Linked DNA regions of Sus scrofa: region 2 is linked to region 1. A link is a contact called in public Hi-C data. All regions are on one chromosome and are shown on one strand. Each heading gives the region's core, a stretch centred on a gene start, on an enhancer-like site or on the middle of the called end of the contact. The rest is flanking DNA. Distances are from core to core; before and after follow the strand shown.

Region 1 (4,882 bases), core at 1,902-4,401:
TAAAGATAACCTGGCTCTTCCCCACCCCCGCCCCTGTCTGCCCCACTGGCTGGGCTGGGCTCCTGGGGCCAGGCCCCAGCTGGACTGAGACACTGCTGCTCCCCCACCAGAGCCAGCTGGCCCCCTGAGGCCCTGGGACTCTGCAAAAAAGCAGAAGCCTGACCTTCTGGGAGAGAAAGCCCTGCAGAGGCATTGATAAGATCCCTCTGGAGAAGGAGGTGGAGCGGCAGGGAGCTGATTCCCCACTGTCCCCTCCCCTAGACCCCGCCCACCAAGAGGACAAACACAGGAGACAGCCTTTTTTTTTGGCTTCTTAGGGCTGTACCCGAGGCATATGGAGGTTCCCAGGCTAGGGGTCCAATCAGAGCTACAGCTGCCCACCTACACCTCAGCCACAGCAACACGGGATCCGAGCCGCATCTGCGACCTACATCACCGCTCATGGCCACACGGGATCCTTAACCCACTGAGCGAGGCCAGGGATCGAACCGGCAACCTCATGGTTCCTAGTCAGATTCATTTCTGCTGCACCACGACAGGAACTCAAAGGAGAAAGCCTTTTGTTTACAGCAAGAGAGATTCAGGCTAGACACCAGGAAAAAGTTCCTGATGAAGGAGAAATGTTTGTTTACTCTGGGGCAGTGGGAGCCAGGAGATCCTGTTGCTTTTTTTTTTTTTTTTTTTTTTTTTTTTTTGGCCATGCCCCTGGCAGGCAAAATTCCTGGGCCAGGGATCGAACCCAGGCCACAGTGGTGACACCACCAGCTCCTTAACCTGTTGAGCCACCAGGGAGCTCTGAGATCCCGGTCCTTCGGTGTGGTGAGATCACATCACACAGAGGACAGGGTGTGGTAACCTATCTGGAGGGGGACGGGGGTCCCCTTGGGGTGCTGCTGAAGGGACGACCAGTGGCCAAGAGGACGAGGGAAGGTGGTTACTCTGATCTCAGAATGGCCTGGCAGCCGGGTGGGCAGACCCTGGGGCATGCGGGGGCCTGGGCAGGCTGCTCTGATTTGAAGAGGAGCATCAAAGAGGCTGGAGGAGGCCTGGGCTGGTCACTGGTCGCAGCAGGAATGACTCAGCAGAGCACTCCCACACCGCCCAGGCCAGGCCCAAACCGGGTCACAGGCACAGCCAGCGCCCCCCCTCCACCTGCTCCCTACCCCCACCCCGGACCTACCTTCCTTCCCACACATCCTGTGGGGCTGAGGGCAGGGCACCAGCGATTCCTGAGGACGCGCTCCATGCCAGGCCCAGCACGGGCACTTCTGACCTGTTTGAGGAGAGGCAGGAGGCGGCTTTGAAGTCACAAAAGTCCCATTCCAAATCCTGGCCCTGGGAGCTGGAATTAACTTCCTCCAACCCAACTCCATCTGCACAGTGGGGCCAACTCACTTGCAGAGTTATAGCTGCTAGTGTTATTGTCATCACAGTCCAGGCCCCCAGGGAGAGTGTGCCAGGTCCGTGTGGCCGTGTTCGGGGCCAGCGCCGGAACTGCTGTCCTCTTTTCGATGATAGCCATTCTGATGGGTGTGAGGCGACATCTCTTTGGGGTTTTGCTGGCATTTCTGGGATGATTAGTGACGCCCAGCATCTTTTCATCTGTCTGTGTGTCTTCTTTGGAAAAATGTCTATTCAGATCCTCTGCCCTTTTCTCTTTTGTCCCCGCCCACAGCATGTGGAAATTCCAGGGCCATAGCAGGGACCTGAGCCACAGCAGTCACAACCCCGGACCCTTAGCCCACTGAGCCACCAGGAAGCTCCCTAGATCCTCTGCCCATCTTTCTTTCTTTCTTTCTTTCTTTCTTTCTTTCTTTCTTTCTTTCTTTCTTTCTTTCTTTCTTTCTTTCTTTCTTTCTTTCCTTTCTTTTTGTCTTTTTAGGGCCACACCCGCAGCAGACGGAGGTTCCCAGGCTAGGGGTTGAATCGGAGCTGTAGTCACTGGTCTCACCACAGCCACAGCAGCCCCAGATCCGAGCTGTATCTGAGACCCACTACAGCTCATGGCAATGCTGGATCCTTAACCCACCGAGTTGAGGCCAGGGATCAAACCCACATCCTCATGGAGACTAGTCAAGTTTGTTACCACTGAGCCACAACGGGAACTCCCCTCTGCCCATTTCTAATCAGATTGTTTGTTTGACGTTGAATCGTATGTGCTCTTTATGTATTTTGGATATTAGCCTCGTATAGCATATATCGTTTGCAGATAGCTTCTCTCATGAGGTGGGGGAAGTCACTTGGATTTAGCATGCCTCCGCCACTCACTGCCTCTGTCACCTGGACACTTTAATAACTTCCTTGAGTCCTAGTTTCTCTGTCTATAAAAGGGACTGGCAACACCAGTGAACCTGGTTTAGCTCATGGGATTGTGGGGAACCGCAAATGAGGGACATGTCCAAGCACCCTGAGGGCTAAGGGAGGCTATGGATTTTCTCCCCAGAAAATTTTGGTCCCCTGCATGTTCCCGGTCCGTGTGGCCCTGCAGTAGGGGCCTGGCCACCAACACACAGTACAAACTTAGCAGGAGACTGAAAGAGGTCTCGCTGTAAGGAACTCTGGCCCTTGCTCTGCCCTGCTTTCCTGCAGCATCTCTGCGGGGCTGCTCTAGAAGAAAGGGGTTTTCACTCTCAAGGCCGTCTGACTGGATGGGTCCCAGGTGGCCCCAGCGGCCAGCCACCCGGAAGCGTGAGGCCATAGGCTGGCGCATGCCAGCGCTGACCACTCGGAGGGGGAAGGGGCCGCTCAGGGAGCCAATGCAGCTGGCAGGGTCCAGGCCTGTGGGCTCGACGGGGACAAAGCTGCTCTGAGCCGCCTCTCAATGGGCGCCTGTGTTCCGCGGTGGGGGCAGGGTGCTCCGGGCCTCCTCCTGCTCCTCCCCGCCGCCGCAGGACGTCTTCGGCTGGACACTGGGGCAGAAGTGGTCCCGCACAGGGAAGGTCCGGGTCGGCCCCTGTGCCTGGGCTTTCGGAGATGGCACCAGGATCAGGGCTTCTGGGGCCCAGAACGCTGATTGGGCCGAGGCAGGGGGCGGGCCCAGGCCCGGCGGGCCCCCACTGTGCCCAGCCGCTTGGTCGCGGGAGCCCGCGCGGGGCGTGGCCAGGGGCGTGGCCGGCGTGGACCCCGGACGGGCGGGGCGCGGGGACAGATCACCGAGGACCAGCCGAGCCCGCCCCGAGGAGGCGGGGAGGAGCCGGGCGGGCGCGCTGGCCCCGCGGAGCTGGGCGGCCGGCGTTGTCCTGCGCGCCCGGCGGCCGCTCCACGCGCCCCGCTATGCCGCCCGCGGGGCTCCGCGGGGCCGCGCCGCTCGCGGTGATCGCGCTCCTGGTGCTGGGGGCGCCCCTGGGTAAGGGCCGGGGGCCGCGGGCGTGGCGCGCGCGGGGGAGGCCCTGGAGGAGGCGGTGCCCGGGCGTGGCGGGGTCCGTGGGAGAGGAGGGCAAGAGTGGGCTGACCCCGGGGGGGCCGCTCCAGGCAGAGGCCTCTGGGCTCAGGGACCAGGGCAGACCTTCGGGTGGTGAGAGTAGGGCGCGCGGGAGGGGGGCAGCCAGAGACCCGGCCCGGTGGCCACTGGGCACCCGCACCCCTGTCTGCAGCGCTAGCCGGCGAGGACTGCCTCTGGTACGTGGATCGGAATGGCTCCTGGCAGCCGGGCTTTAACTGCGAGTTCTCAACCTTCTGCTGCGGGACCTGCTACCAGCGCTACTGCTGCAGAGACCCGACCTTGCTCATCACCGAGAGGCAGCAGAAGCACTGCCTGGCCTTCAGGTGGGCTCCTCCCCTCCTTGTCCACCTCCACATTCTTAGCCCAGACCCAGGCTCCGGCTAGGGGACAAGGCGAATCTTGAGTGTCCAGCTTGGGAATTCCAGGAGGGGCCGTTAGTAAACACGTCAAGTGCTGGTGGGGCTGAGCCCTCCCCTTGGCCCTGCCCTGGCTGCAGAGGGAGGGTGCAGGGTCAGCGCCAGGGCCGGTGTCGTTCTGCCAGGAAGGCAGGAGACCCAGTCTCATGCCTCACTAGCTGCGTGGTCTTGCAGAAGACACGTCCTGGGTGGGTCACTTTCCTCTTCATTGAAACCAGGCCGGGACGGGGGGCGGGGGGTGCCACAGTTAGTGGTTTTCCAGCGTCTTTTTGAAGGGGCCTGCTGACATATAAAACAGGTACAAGAAGACCCATTGCAGTGGGATTTTAAAAAACAGCTCTGGATCATTGCCCAGGGGACTTGCAGGGCTCACGGTCAGAAGTCTAACCGGTTAAGTTGCTGCCGTAGGGCGCCCACTGCAAATCCCCAGAGGCCACTCGCTGGCCAGCAGGCGCCTGGCCTTCCGGGAAGCGTGGTTCCCTAAGATCCCCTGCGGGGTTCCGCAGAGCCCACCAGGAACCCCAAATCTCAGCTCTCTGTGGCCCCCTGCTGGCCAGGAGTCCAAGCACAGCTTTCAGGTCACCCTGTGAGGACTTTCTGCTTGAGGCTTGGAAGGTGAGGCACGCTTCTCTGTCTAAAGCCCCAAGACCATAGCAGGCATCGCTTCTGCCGTGATCCTCTTCGTGGCTGTGGTCGCCACCACCATCTGCTGCTTCCTCTGCTCCTGCTGCTACCTGTACCGCCGGCGCCAGCAGCTGCAGAGCCCTTTTGAAGGTAGGTGCGGGGCTGGGCAGGTGCGCCCCAGACAGGCCTGCTGAGCCCCCGGGTGGACACTGGAGCTCCAGGAGACGTGATTCTGTGTCCTGGACTCACCACCTGCCAGCTTGTCACCCATACACAGGAACGTGCAGGGGCACGTGTGAACACTGTACCCGTGTGTGCCTGTGTTGTCTGGAGGCAGCGAGTGTGTGCACAGGCTTGTGGGACTCTCAGGAAGCGTGTGTGCGGGGGCTGGAGTGTGAGC
Region 2 (5,413 bases), core at 1,030-3,529, 49 kb before region 1:
CGGGATGTCCCTGCTGTGCCTCCTGGACGAAGACCAGGAGAGGGAGCTCGCCCCTCCCCGGTCTCTGGGCCACTGCGGTGCAGGCGCCTCCCACTTCCTCCTCCTTTTCTGTTTTGGTTTCTTTCAACAGAACCATCTTTTTCTTAAAGGAATTCCAACCCCTGCTGGATTCCTTTCCTTCTCCCTCCCACCCATCCTGCTTCTGGCAGTGCTGTCTGTGTGATGGTGGCTTTGTTTCCGAAGGCCCGCCGGTCCTCCGGTGGAAGGCAGGCAGGAATCTTTGCAATATATATATATTTTTTAATTTATTGGGCGCAAAGCCCCAAACCAGGATCTGTGTGTTGTGTCTGTGTGTTTCGGTTTTGTACCACGGGCCCTTCCCCTTGACACCCAGCGTGGAGAAAGCGAGCCGTTGTACACAGTTGCTGTAACCATCATCAAAGAACTGGGCCGCCCCCTCGGTGATTTGCCTGAACAAGAAATTGGCTGATCCTTAAATCCATGCCAGGGCCAGCGGAAGAAGCCTTTCTCCCGTCACTGCCAAAGGCCCCTCGTCGAGGCTCTCTGTCCACCAGGCATGTGTCTCCCCAGCCAGAGTCACCTGTTCAACGCCATTGCATTTCAATAAAGTTATCTCCTGTGTTGTCTGCTGGCACTCTCTCACTCCCTCTCTGGTGTCTGTCTCTACTGGTCTTTTGGCCTTTCCTTGCTCTGGAAGATCATTTGGCTAATCCAGAGGTGAGACCCACCTGCCTGTTGATGGCTGACCCTCCAACCCTAAGCAGGAGTCTCTGGGCCCCTTTGGTTGTGGGTATGTTTGTGTGTGTGGGGGGGAGGGTCTTGCCTGCACAGACCCAGCATCCTTCACCAGAATGCAAAACATCCAGCCCAGAAGTCCTTCCTTCATGGCCATGGTGTTAGAAAACATACCACCTTCTGGACCTGGGGGAAAAGTGAATCAACCTAGGAGAAAAGAGGCTGTTCATTCTAATGGAGTTCTGCTTCTCCTGGCCACTCAAAGAAGGAAAATGACAAATCCTACTCTTCCCCACTGTGAAACTTTGGGGTCCAGGAGGCAATCTTTCCCCTAGGAAACTGCTATGGGGACCCAACCCAGCTCTGCCCTCTATCAGGGAGGTGGCAAATAGTTCAGAGCTCTCCCTGAAATAAGCAATCAAGGAAAAGTTCCCTGGTGGCCTAGCAGGTTAAGGAGCCAGCACTGTCACTGCTGTGGCTCAGATTTTTGACCCCTGGCCCAGGAACTTTTGTATACTGCACGTACAGACAAACACGAGAGGAATCATTCTTTCAGAAGAATACTCAGATGAAGTGACCTGATCCCTGATTGTTGACAGCTTAGCATCCACGGTCTTAGAACTGGGCTAAGAGTGGCTACCTGGTCCTCTTTGCCACTTAGGAACAAGTCATGATCCCTAGAAACCATTTTAAGGCATTCAACCTGAACAGCTTATTATGAAACATCTGTCCTGTTTGGTCTGAACCTCCCACCCCAACAATGGTACCATCCTTCTACCACGGCAAGCATTGCATTCACTCTCCACCCTTTAAAGGTCCAGTGGTAACTCACCTGGAGAAAAAATTTACACTTTCTCAGCACATGGGACTTATTCTCCAATAGTCAGATAAGTACTTTCTCTGGAGGGGACAGCCTTACCGACGCAGGTCTCTCTCCTGGCCAGCGACTATCTGACCATGAGGTTAGGCTCACCTGGCTGGAAAAACCATGGACCCGGCCTCTGCAAGATGACCGCTCCCCTCTGCCCAGCCCACTTCAGATTCTTTCCCTGCCCTTTGGATTCCTGAAACTGCGATGAGTTCCCTGTGGTGGCTCAGTGGGTTAAGGACCCAACATGGTCTCTCTGAGGATGCATGTTCCATCCGGGCCTCGCTCAGTCGCTTAAGGATCTGAGATTAAGAGACTCATTAGTTGTGGGGGGAAAGAGGTCGGCTTCCAACCCCCTCCCTAAAGCCTTGTCCACTCATTCCCATCCCACCCTCTCCTAACGCAGCATCTCACCCCGAAAGGATCCGTGCAAGAGGAGGTACAGGTCTTGGCCTGAGCTGCGGCCAAGGCTGCCCACGCGCTGTCTGCGGCCGTCGGGGAGCCCGCACCTCGCGGGGGCTCACTCGACAGGCTTCCCGCTGAGGCGCTGCAGTTCTTGTCTCCACCGCAGGCGGCGCTGTCTCGGGAGGCTCATGCCGCTGCCCCGCCCCTCGCGCGCCCGCCCGGCCTGTGCGCAGGCGCGGCTTCGCGGATTGGCCGCGCGCGGGAGCCGTCCGGCGGCGGCGGGTCGGGCCGCGGGGCTGGCGCGCGGCGGGAGAAAGATGGCGGCGGCGGCGGCGGCTGGCGCGGCCTCGGGGCTGCCGGGGCCGGTGGCCCAAGGGCTGAAAGAGGCGCTGGTGGATACGCTCACCGGGATCCTGTCTCCGGTGCAGGAAGTGCGGGCGGCCGCCGAGGAGCAGATCAAAGTGCTGGAGGTGACAGAGGGTGAGTGAGGCGGGTCGTCGCGAGGGCGGCTGACCTGGGCCGCGCTGACCGCAGGCTGGGGAGGGAGGGTCCTGGGGAGGCTAGTCAGGGAGGCCGGTGGGGAAGGAGGGTTCTCCCGGGAGGGAAGGTCCCCCCGGGAGGGAGGCGCCTGGGCGGCGGCGTGGAGGGTCCTGGAGAGGCCGGCCGGGGAGGGAGGATCCGGGGCGGGAGGGTCCCGGAGGGAGGGCCCCACGGAGGGAGGGTCCAGGGAGGGAGGCTCCGGGAGGACCCTGGGCGGCGGCGCGGAGGGTCCGGGGCAGGCGCGCTGAGCGCGGGCCCGGGCTCGCTCTCGGCCGGGAGCGCGGGGCTGGGCGAGCGGGCGGCGGGGTTGAGGCCGCGGCCGTGGGCCGGAGACCTGGCGGGACCGCGCCTCCGCGCGCCTCCCCGGGAATCAGTCAGACGCCTGTGCGGCCGCCTCCCCTCCCGCGCGCTCCCCGGGGCTTTTCGGAGTGGTTGGCACTGCTCGGGGAAGCTGATCATCCTTTGTCTTTGAGTCTTTGTCCGCATCCTCCTAGTATAGGCTTGAGAATGATGGAGGAAAGAACGAGCCTCTGGCTTGAGGTCGCCTGTCAGTTCCTGCCCAGCGGGCCTTCCCCAGGCCCGGGGGAGCCTTGCTACACGGGCAGTTTGATCCTGAACCCAGAGGAGAGAAATCCTCTCGGGCTTTATGTCAGAAATGCGTCTGGTCCGTCGGGGCTCCGCTCCCCCAGCTCAGCAGGGAGGTTCCACCAGCACTCAAATTGCCGGTGGTCTGACCAGGCACTCTCAGAACCTCGCAGTGGCCCTCCTACTGGACTTAGGGTTTTTGTTGAAAAAGACTTAAAACAGCTTTCCTTTAAATGTAACGTCCTCCCACGACATGGAGCACCATTGAAAACTAAGTCACTTCTCTTGGAAATACTTAGAGATTTGGGATCCAACAGGTTAGGGACCCGGTTTTTGAAGGCCTAGTTGGAGCTGTCATTGTTCTGGAAAATGTCAGACACTGCAAGAGGAGCAACCTCGGGATAGAAGAAAGCTCTCTGGGAGCCATGCATAGGTTGATCTGTGGGAGTTATTATAGCCTCCTGGGTAAAATTCCTTTATTCACAATCTGTCTCCCTTGAGTATGAAGTGACAAAGCAGAGGAACCTCATCACATTCAAGTTATTGCTTGCATAAAGTTGAAGGTTTAGGGTATGACCTGCAAGGTTGAATCAAGTTTTTGGAGTTGAATGTGGTATTTGGGACCCTTTGGAGGTGGTTTGTGTTTCTAAATAGCCTAATTCCTTCTTTTTATTTAAAAACTGGGTGTTCCCATTGTGGTGCAGCGGAAATGAATCTAGCTAGTATCCATGAGGATGCAGGTTCGATCCCTGGCCTCTCCCAGTGGGTCAGGGATCACAGCATTGCCATGAGCTGTGGTGCAGGCCGGCAGCTGTAGCTCCGATTTGACCCCTAGCCTGGGAACCTCCATATGCTGTAGGTGTGGCCATAAAGCAAAAAAATAAAATAAAAAATAAATAAAAACTGTAGAAATTCATGCCTTTCGGTAACCTCTCTTTGAGATGGAGAATGGCGATCCATTCCTCAGATTCAGTACCTTGCTTTTCTCTGTTCCTCTTGTGGCCTTTAACAGATTGTCTTTGCCCATTAAGTCCTGGGTACCTCCTCTGTTGTAGTCCGTTTGAATCTCATGCATCTCCTTAGCGTGGTGGGCTTCTTTGCTAATCATTGCCCTCCTTTTGTGGAAATAAAGCAGCTGGCTTCCTGGCCAGGCTTAGCCAGTCGCCTGGCCCGATGAAACTGGCAGGGTGTTGCTCTGTTGGTACGCCCTGCCGGCCAAGGTCAGAAGCCATTCTTGCAAATGAATGAACCTTTTCCACTGTTTGGAGTTGCTTCACATTTGAGTTTTATCCAGTAGAAGAAACCTTGCTTTCTGGTCCTAGGAAGCACACTTCCTTCACACTTGAAGTTAACAAGACATCTGGGAGTTGGTGTCTATTACTATTTGTGTTCTTTTGATCCTTTTTTGGTTTCATGAAGCCCAAGGTTGGATGACAGCCAAATCTGCTTGTTTACAGTCCCTCTGTCCTCTCGAATAACCGTGGGGATTTTTTGGCTGCTGTTGTGGCATGTGGCAGTTCCTGGGCCAGAGATTGAACCTGTACCGCAGCTGCAGCCTGTGCTCCAGCTGTGGCAACACCAGATCCTCATCCCACTGCCCTACACAGGAACTTGCCATACTGTCTTCACGAGCCATTTCTCGTTACCTTACAGATGAGATTGGTCCCAACTGATCCTTAAGATTAACCAGTACGTTCCCTTGACAGACACGGGTGTGCTACCTCCTCAGCTGTCAGGTGCTGACCCCTGGTCTTGGAGATTATGTGGAACAATCTCTAATTTGGTTTTTTTTGGGGGAAAGACACAGGTCAGTTATCAGCTGCCTGTTCAGCGGACAGACAGGCGAGGGTGACCTACTCTGACCAGATTCTGGGGCAGAGCAGATTTTGAGAAGCAGTTATCTTAGAAATTGAGGTGCTGGAGCCCAGAGTACATCCTGGTCGGTTACTCAGTCTGCCAGCTGATGTTTTCCAAGAAATAACTTGCCTGTATGCAGTTATCATGTTTTTCAGAATGGGGCCTGTTCTCTTAAGCCCAGGAAATACGTGTATGTGAGAGACCCACCTGACTCCATTGGTGGGTCAGGTTTAAAAGGGTGAGGACAGGCGTTCCCGTCGAGGCGCAGTGGTTAATGAATCTGACTAGGAACCATGAGGTTGCGGGTTCGATCTCTGGCCTTGCTCAGTGGGTTAAGGATCCGGCGTTGCCATGAGCTGTGGTGTAGGTTGCAGATGCGGCTCAGATCCTGCGTTGCTGTGG

What was found. A called contact is a pair of places that touch in the nucleus more often than the background predicts.
Region 2: a contact with region 1 is called in a Hi-C map of skeletal muscle, with 3 times the contacts expected there. The contact joins the promoter of IPO9 here to the promoter of SHISA4 in region 1. A contact is called at or near these places in 4 of 5 promoter capture datasets (fetal liver, fetal skeletal muscle and liver), 21 of 47 Hi-C or Micro-C datasets (alveolar macrophages, blood, brain and 12 more) and 2 of 2 datasets of contacts at active chromatin or transcription factors (alveolar macrophages and skeletal muscle).

What each region holds. Positions count from the first base shown.
Region 1 is chr10:24,155,497-24,160,378 of Sscrofa11.1, forward strand. It overlaps SHISA4 (protein shisa-4), which reads left to right and starts at 3,152. Exons shown (of 5, transcript XM_021064525.1): 1 at 3,152-3,346; 2 at 3,594-3,765; 3 at 4,499-4,632. The coding sequence starts at 3,274. LOC110255659 (a long non-coding RNA gene) reads right to left here and starts at 1,703. Exons shown (of 3, transcript XR_002336278.1): 1 at 1,396-1,703; 2 at 1,181-1,273.
Region 2 is chr10:24,107,847-24,113,259 of Sscrofa11.1, forward strand. It overlaps IPO9 (importin-9), which reads left to right and starts at 2,280. Exons shown (of 24, transcript XM_021064520.1): 1 at 2,280-2,509. The coding sequence starts at 2,347.